Regions from separate parts of the Sus scrofa genome. Here all the other regions are linked to region 2. Evidence: chromatin contacts called from public HiChIP or PLAC-seq and promoter capture Hi-C data. All regions are on one chromosome and are shown on one strand. Each heading gives the region's core, a stretch centred on a gene start, on an enhancer-like site or on the middle of the called end of the contact. The rest is flanking DNA. Distances are from core to core; before and after follow the strand shown. Region 1 holds the start of MTG2 (mitochondrial ribosome-associated GTPase 2). Region 2 holds the start of OSBPL2 (oxysterol-binding protein-related protein 2). Region 3 holds the start of ADRM1 (proteasomal ubiquitin receptor ADRM1).

Region 1 (2,700 bases), core at 134-2,633, 45 kb after region 2:
TAAGCTCAGTTCTGCTGGTCGTACTCATTACTCCCTGCCTGGAGCCATATGCTACTATGCAAGTTTAAAAATGTATTCCTTACAACAAGCCTGTGCGGGCGATGCTGCTCGCTGGTTTTTTCATTTGCTTCTCTAGACCCACTTTCCACCCTGCTCAGTGTCAAGAGCCTGCCCTGCGAGACTGCCCTCAGCTACCCTGCGCTCAGGCAGAGTCTGGTGAGGAGCAGGAGGGCCAGATGCTGAGCTCCCTGCTCCCCTCAGATTCCTAGAAGCCACGGACACAGCCCTCTCCTGGTCCAGGGGTAGAAGCAACTCCACCGACAAGGAGCTCCAGGATAAAGCACGAACTACACGCTCCCTTTTAAGCAGGGCCTTTACAAGCCCTCCTTAAATTATCCTAAAGTGAGAGTGCCGTGATTTCTGACCCTTTTTTTTTTTTAGCCACACATCTTCCATATGCCTTTTTTAGAGGATAGGGCGGTTCCCTGGGGGAGGGGCGAGCCTGAGCCGCAGCTGTGACCTATGCCTCAGCTGCAGCAAGGCCGCATCCTTAGCTGCTGCACCACAGCGGGAACTCCTGACCCTTACATTTTTTTATGCCCACTTTAAAGCAGTGGAGGCTGAGGCTCAGAAAGGCTGTCACACAGTGCCCCCTGGGCATCGCTGTATTTTACACCAAATGTCTTCAAACTGACGTATGTACACGGGACCACCATCCAAGAGAACCAAGACAAGCGTCATTTTACAAGAACCCATTTTGTGCTCCTTAACCTCTGACATGTTGACTCTGCTGGAACATACCTGCCCGAGAACTAACTTGCACTTCAAAGCATCTTCTCTTAAGAGGACCTCTCCTTTACACTCAGTGACGTGGCCCTAAGGACAGGCCTTCCCCCCCCTGCAGCCCGGGAGCAGGACACCCCGCTGTGTCCGCAGCCGCCGCGACGCAGACGGGTACCGAGCGGGTCTCAGCCCGCGAAGCCCGCCGCGGACCAGGACCCGTCGGGGGACGGCCAGCCCGGCCGGAGCTGCGCCCACAGGGGCCCGCTGCTCCGTGCAACCGCGCACCACTCGTGAGTGTAAAGCAACCTCCGGGAGGAAGTAACTCTCGGCCCTCGCCCGGGGAAGACTCGGGGCCCCCTGGACGCGCGTCCACGACGGCTGAGAGGAGGCAGGAAGCCAGCGGCCGGGGCTCTCGCTCAGCCCTGCGCCTCTCCTCCACCCCGCCTCCCTCCTTAAGATCCCCAGGTCCCGGGGTTCACCGCCCGCGAGCACCCACCTGAGGGCATGTCACTTCCGGGGCCTGGGCCGTCGCCGGACACCACTTCCGGGGGCGGTCCCCAGCGCGCATGCGCGGGAGGCGGGACCACCGCCCCGTCCGGGCCCGCGGGGGCGGGGCCTCGCGCAAGCGCGCGCGGGACCCCTTTCAGGTCCTCGTCCACGCGGAAAGTAGGCTCCCGGCTCCCCGCGTTGCCGCACGGAACAGTCTCCAGGGTGGTTTTCGAAGAACCGGTTTATTGACAGATTACACCAAAAGCATAAACGGTTTCGACGCCAAACTCCGACGGAAAAAAGAAACGAACCAAGAAGGATGGTTTTTACCGCGCTCACGAATGAGCCCGTCTGACTTACTCCGCCCAGAGGTGCAGCCACGGCCGAAAGTCAGGCCGCCCTCTGTGCGGGTCTGTGTGGACGCCCCACGGCCGCGCCGCGTGCGAACCTGGACCGGCTCCGGCCCCGCTCCCGCCCGGATGCCCGGTCCTCGGCACGCCCGCCCCGTGGACAGGTCAGCACTTCTGCACACTGGCGGGTCAGTGTCAGACTCCGGACAAGCGCAGGAAGTAGGAGCGTCGTCTGCAGGCTTGCTCCCACCGTCCCCGGCCTTCTGCCGAAGCAGTGGCAAAAACAAGCACCACCAAGCACACTGCACAGACAACTCATTGTAGCCTAAGCTTTGCAGACATTCATATTACAGAAGAGAAGATATAATACAGAGAACGAAAAGGAGCTGCTGGCATCACTTTCCCCACAATATTACATAAGAATGGACAACACATTAAATAAACATTTTGTTATTAATCATTAAATATATCAACACCAAAAATCATGTATAAATTAGGAAATAAATGTACAAACTATTTCACAAAGTGCTTTTTTAAAAATATATACACAACATTCAAGAAATTCTTAATGTAAGACATTTCAGATTGAAGTTTCGGGGTAAAATTTTAAGCGTCCTTTTCCTTCAAAAAGTATTAATACAGCACTTAAAAAAAATAAAAGGCATATTCCCAGATTGGCAAGGAATACAAATAAACTATTTTCAGTTACCTGAAATGTTTAACATTTTCAAGGGAAAATTTTAATCCCCAATTGAACTTGCAAATTAGTTCTAGGAAAATTGTCAGGAAAGAACATAACAAAATCAGGGGAAATGACTCCCCAAATGAAACTGCTAATGTCTGTGTCATTTAGCAATTAAGGACTCTCTCATTGCAGTAATTTAATCTAGATATGTATTTTTAAGCCCTTAGCAGTATTAAGGGTTTTTCTAAAACCCGTATGTCTACAAAATAACCACTTCTATCCCCATGTCTGTGTGATTCTGTCTCCACAGAAGCGGGGAGAAGGTCCTAGAGCAGGACTTGTAGGCGACACGGGCTGTCCTTGTCCTCTGAGCCTCGGTTCTTCAGCTGTAGA
Region 2 (2,700 bases), core at 14-2,513:
CCCAGAAATGTCCCTGGATCTGACCCCAAGGAGACCAGTCTCCAGACCTGCGCAGGCAGCCCCAGCCAAGGGACAAATGCAAATGCTGCTGGCGGCCGGTCCAGAGCGTGTCCTAGGCTGACCATCAGGATAAAAACCCCAAGGACAAGAGCACAGCGTCTTGGGAGGCGACCCTCACGCTCCAGAGCGCCAGGAACATCCTACCAACCGCCCCACCCCCGGCTTCTTCCCCCAGAAACACGGGGCAGAGTGACTTGTAGTCACCCAACAGTCTTCTTCTGGGCTTATCAAGTCTCCAGACTTAACTCTGCTGATTTTTGAAAGGTAACTATGGAGAAGGAGGAAGCTTTTAACATCAGATTGCATGTCTATTTTAGCTCACACGTGTGTCAGGTAAAGAGTGGACAGTGATGTACAGTCCTCTAAGGCGGACATAACAACAGAAGGCAGCAGAGGGGAAGGGCAGACCCAAGCACACGACCAGGTAGGCAGCCGCAAACCCACAGGTGGTCGCCAGGGAGGGGAGGCCGCACCGCCAGCGGGGACGCTGACTTTTCACCACGTGCCCTCCTGACTGGTGGATCACGGGCGCCCGCGGGAGACTCAGACACAAGGGGGTGGGGATCCTAGCGCCCCTGCCCTGCGCGCCCACCCTGACTCATCCCTGCGGGCGGAGAGGGGCTGGCGGGCGCCCGGCCCCAGCTCTCCAGCCCCACTTCCGGGTGCAGCGGCCGGCAGTCCGGTCCCGGGGCCGCAGTTGCCCGGCGACGCGGGGTCTGGGCTGCCGCCCGGGACCCAGGCCCGCCGCCCTCGCTGCCGGCCGCCCCCGCTCCCGGCCGCCCCAGCCGCAGGCGCCAACTTTCCTCCCAAGTTTCCTCGGGGCCCGGACGCGGCCGGCGGCTGGGGCGGAGGGAGGCCCGGCGGGTCGCGGCCGGGGTCCGGGCCTGGCCGGCGGGCAGGGGGCGCGGAGTTCCGGCCCCCCCGGCCCGGCCCGGCCTCCCCGCCGCCCGCGGCCCGGCCCGGGCCCGCCCGCCAGATGCCGGGCGCCGCTCCCGGACGCCGCGGGGTCGGGGTCCCGGCCGGGTCACTCACCTGGACTGCGGTTCCTCCGGCGCCGGCCGAGCCCAGCTGCCCGCCCCGCCCCCGCCCCGCAGGCCCGCGACCCACTGACACCGAGGCGGAAGTGCGGCCGGCCGCCCAGCGGACTGACAGCGACGCCGGCCACTCGCTGCGCCCGGCGTCGTCGCGTCGGCCGCCGCCCGCCCAATCAGCACCCGGCCCGAAGGCCGCTCCGGGAGGCGGGACTAGGCTAATCCCGTCTCCGGAGTGGACCCTCCCTCCGCCCCTCGAAGGTCCCGCCCAAGTGGAGGAGTGATGAGGCGGGAGAGCAATCGGGGAATGGGGAGGCGGGGTTATGCAGATATTGACCCGAAAGGGGCGGGAGGGAGGAAGGAAGGGGCGTGGCTGGGCGAGGTGAGTTTACAAACAGCAGGTCAAGTGGCCCCGGCGAGGATGCTCTGCAGGCTGAGGCCTCTGCGCCGGCCGCTCCCAACCCCTGGGGACGGGCGGAGGCGGGAGTCACCCTCCCAAAGCTGCTTCCCTCAGCTCAAGCATCTTGCAAGGCTTCCCACCTTCCACCCTCTGTGCCGTGCCTGTCACCGCTCACCAAAACCCGGCGCCAGTTTACCCTGAGGCTGCATTCCTGACTCTTCACTCCCTTGTTTAAAACCTTTGGGGGCTCTTACTGACATTCACTGGCTCCATGGTTAAGTCCAGAAGCTCTGGAGTCAGCCCCGGGCTACCATCCTTACCAGCTGTGTGGCCATGGGCCAGTAAACGAAACTTTACGAGCCTCTGAGTACCGAGATTTTCCTTTGAGGAGTCCCCACTGTGGCAGAGTGGGCTAAGAATCCAATTGCAGTGGCTCAGGTCACTGCAGAGGCGTGGGTTCAATCCCCTGCACCTGCAGTGAGTTAAAGTCTCCTGTGTTGCCGCACCTCCGCGAAGGTTGCAGCTGCGGATTGGCTTCAGTCAAGGTCCCAGGAATTTCCACATGCCATGAGCACAGCCATTTAAAAAAAAAAAAAAAAAAAAAAGGCTTTCCTTTCCAGACCATGTTTCTCCCACCCTCATCCCATTTAAGTCTTGGGTGTGGTTTGAGGTCGGTGGAATAACATGAATCAGGCTGGATGCTCAGAGTCACAGCAGTTGGTTGCGGGGGGAGTGAGTGACCCTGTCCTGGCCAGTAAGGGTCAGCCCTGGGACTTTTGCTGGGCGTCAGAGAGCTCAGGCCAGAGGGAAAGCTAAGGTCAAATGACTTTCCCATCTGCCCACAGCCAGCCACAGCACCGGGCTAGGTGGCAGAAAGATCCAATCTGGGGCTGCTGCTGGGTATCTTGTCACCAGGTGGGGAAAGGGGCACCTGGGAATGGAACCAACCCAGAGGAAAGCAAGAGCAAATAGCCTGGGTCACCTGGAACCAGCCGCACCTTCAGCCAGCTCTATCCTAGGTTTCTCAGTGAGTTCGCATTTTCTTTCCTGCTTAAGCCAACTCAAAGCCAAAGAATCACTGCAACCCTGGACCCACAAGAGTTCGGAGAGACCTCCTGCCCGTGGAGCACATGCTGAAATTCCTGCTCATCACTGCCCCTTCCGCAAAGCCGGCCCCAGCTGGGCCTCTGCGCTTTCTCCTCAGAACAC
Region 3 (2,798 bases), core at 43-2,542, 50 kb before region 2:
ACACAGGCAACGGGAGAATCTATAGACCCCCCGAGGCTAGAACGACCCACAAGCAAAAGAAAATATCTGATAAGGGCACCAGGCCAGGGGCTCCGGGCCTCCCAAGACCTGCCAAAACGGAAACGGCCGCTGTGCCCCTGGGGCACCGGTCCTTCTGTGAAAATCGCCCCGCGCTGACAACCAGGCGGGGGTCGAGATGAGATGGAGGCCACCAGACACTTACGTCTTCCACGTTCCCAGATGTCCTGTCTTTCCAGCAAAAGTGAATGAGGGAGTCATCTGTCTGTTGAATGTACACGAGGCCTTTCCGTTTATCTGGGGTGACAGTAGTTCCTTTTAATGACATCTTTCCTGCCCGAAACTCCACCAAATACTTGTTGGAGGACCCGCGGGAGCCTGGCACCAGGCTTGGAAACAGAGCGCCTGAAGTCGTCATCCTGAAACCGGACCAGCAAGCGGACCCAGTCACTGCCACGGAAACCCTAACTTCCTCCTCAAATGTTCGCTGGCGGCGGAGTGAAAGCCCCTCTCTCTGAACCGCGGGCTGCCACTGTGCTGGGAGCAGGCGGCAGGCCCAAGCCGCCCAGCACCCGCCGCCAAACTCCTCCCGGGTGGACCTGGGCCCGCAGTACCTGAGCCCAGGGAGCCAGGTTCCCTGCTGCTTCTCGTGTTTCTAAGAGAAGGAAATTTACCCCCGCACCTGAACTGCATCACCGCTGCGGACCCTCGTCACCACCACTCTCCGTACTTTTTAAATCTGCAGCTCCGAAGGGTTTAAAACCGTGAGCTGGGCAGACAACCGCTAACACACTGGATAGGAGACAAGGCTGTGGCCTAAAACCGAGTTTCTGCGCGATACGGGCAGGCTCGCTGCCTTAGAAAAAACCCGAGCACCCGGGAGAAGCGCAGCAAGCCCCGCGGCGGCGCTGCATCCTCTGCGGGGTGACCTGGCCATCCCCGCCCGCAGACCCCGCCGCCCGACGCCCTCGGCTGCGCTGCGCGGCGGGCGGGGCGGCGGCTGGGCTGGCCCGGGAGCCGGGCCCCAGAACCCCGGCCCGCGCCGGCCCCTTGCCCCTCAGGCCTCCGCCCCCCGGGCGCCCGCCCGCAGCCGCCGACGGCGCAGACCCCGCCCCCTGCCGCCCCCGTAACCGTCCCCGCCCCCGGCGCCCCCTGTACCTGGTCCGCGCCGAGAGTCGGCCGAGAGGCGCTGTCCGGGATCGCTCTTCCTCCTCGGCGCCTGCCGGGCCCCGCCGGAAGTCCCGCTCGCCCCGCCCCCCCGCCGCTCTCGCCGCCGATTGGGCCCCGTCAGGAGAGGGGCGGGCACTGGCCCGCGGGCGATTGGCCAGAGCGGCCGCCCATTACCCGGCCAGGCCCGCCCCCCCGCCTGCGGCTCCTTCCGGCGGAAGCGCGGGCCGGCGGCGCGCGGGCCAGAGCGGCCCCTATTGTTGCTGTGTCATAGGGGCGCGGCGGCGGCCCCTGGCGGCGGCGCCTGGAACGGCGAGGCGGGCGCGGGCCGGGCGGTGGGCGCTGGCCCCGGGACCGCCGGGCCGCGCCGGGCCGAGCCCCTGCGGGACGCTGGAGGCTCTCTCAGTTTCGCTGTCAGTGCGAGACACCGGGTCCCGAGACGAAGGAGAAGTCGCTAGCTCAAGGGAGAGGATGGCCTAGGACGCGGGGGCCGGGGGCCGGGCGCGAGGGTTTCACATTCCGGGGGCAAGGTGGCAAACTACAGCCCCGAACCCCGTTCCATGGCCTCCACCCATCCTCCTCGATTACAGTGACGACCCGGCTGCCCCCCATCGCCCCCGTACCCCAACAGCAGTGATGGCACAGTCCTCCCCATCCCCCCCAGCACCCCAGACAGCAGCGTTGGCACGGCTGCCCCCTCCCCCTCGTCTGCGGGTGCAGCGTTTCCAGAGGCTGGTGGGCAGTCAGGATGGAGGGAAGGCCAGACTAGATAAACGGAAGGCGCTGCCCTCCCACTACTTTTATTTCCGCTTCATTTACACCCAGTCCTGCAGAGAAATGGAAAAGCGGCCCACGTGCTAGGTGCCCCCAGCCGCACACCCCACCAGCGCCGCCTGCCTCCCGGCGCCAAAGGCAGGGCCGTCCTGAACTGTGTGCCCACTTTCCTGTGTGCTGGGTGATTTTCTCTCTATGTGTATGGAAAACTTGTTTTTAAGCTTTTCATAAAAGGTATAAAGGTGAAAAGTATTCTTTCACTCAATGTTTTTAAGATTTATCCACCTTGACACCTGTGGCTCTAACCCATTCATTTTAACTCCTGTACCCTCTTCTGGTGAGTTCCATACCCCTTGCTTTGTGATCTAAAGAGTCACTAATTTTTTTCTTTGTTTTGGAAAATATGACTGTTTTTCATTTTAAAATTTTATTTGTGATAATAAATGCCTTTGTTATTTTTAAATTAGTTAATATTTATTTTTAATTTATAATAATGGTAAATATCCATAGATTAAAAACCCATATAGACAAAAGCTCTGTGGGGTCCTGGATAATTTTTGAGACTCTCAAGGGTTCCAGAGGTGGGCGGGGGGAACAGCCAACTTGAGGCAATGCTTATGGGAGTTCCCTGGCGGCTCAATGGGTTAAGGATCCGTCATTGTCACTGCTGTGGTGCCTGTTCAGTCCCTGACCTGGGAACTTCCACATGTCACAGACGCAGCCTGAAAAAAAAATTCTAGTACAACGTGATGCAATTTTGTGGCCTCTGACGCGGTCACCACCCTGCAGACAATGCCATCCCATGGCCTGTGAAACCAGGCAAGAAATCAGTGAAGCAG

What was found. Promoter capture Hi-C pulls out the DNA fragments that hold promoters and counts their contacts. HiChIP or PLAC-seq counts read pairs in DNA pulled down with a chosen protein or histone mark.
Region 1: a promoter capture Hi-C map of liver shows a contact between it and region 2, with 2.2 times the contacts expected there. The contact joins the promoter of MTG2 here to the promoter of OSBPL2 in region 2. A contact is called at or near these places in 2 of 5 promoter capture datasets (both in liver), 1 of 47 Hi-C or Micro-C datasets (liver) and 1 of 2 datasets of contacts at active chromatin or transcription factors (alveolar macrophages).
Region 3: an H3K27ac HiChIP or PLAC-seq map of alveolar macrophages shows a contact between it and region 2. The contact joins the promoter of ADRM1 here to the promoter of OSBPL2 in region 2. A contact is called at or near these places in 4 of 47 Hi-C or Micro-C datasets (blood, epiblast stem cells and liver) and 2 of 2 datasets of contacts at active chromatin or transcription factors (alveolar macrophages and skeletal muscle).

What each region holds. Positions count from the first base shown.
Region 1 is chr17:61,596,899-61,599,598 of Sscrofa11.1, reverse strand. MTG2 (mitochondrial ribosome-associated GTPase 2) reads right to left here and starts at 1,383. Exons shown (of 7, transcript XM_021078209.1): 1 at 1,280-1,383. The coding sequence starts at 1,351. It overlaps SS18L1 (calcium-responsive transactivator), which reads right to left. Exons shown (of 11, transcript XM_021078212.1): 11 at 1,495-2,700.
Region 2 is chr17:61,641,826-61,644,525 of Sscrofa11.1, reverse strand. It overlaps OSBPL2 (oxysterol-binding protein-related protein 2), which reads right to left and starts at 1,263. Exons shown (of 14, transcript XM_021078215.1): 1 at 1,093-1,263. It overlaps LOC110257395 (collagen alpha-1(I) chain-like), which reads right to left. Exons shown (of 9, transcript XM_021077699.1): 9 at 604-1,289. The coding sequence ends at 604.
Region 3 is chr17:61,691,417-61,694,214 of Sscrofa11.1, reverse strand. It overlaps ADRM1 (proteasomal ubiquitin receptor ADRM1), which reads right to left and starts at 1,292. Exons shown (of 10, transcript XM_021078220.1): 1 at 1,177-1,292; 2 at 224-437. The coding sequence starts at 436.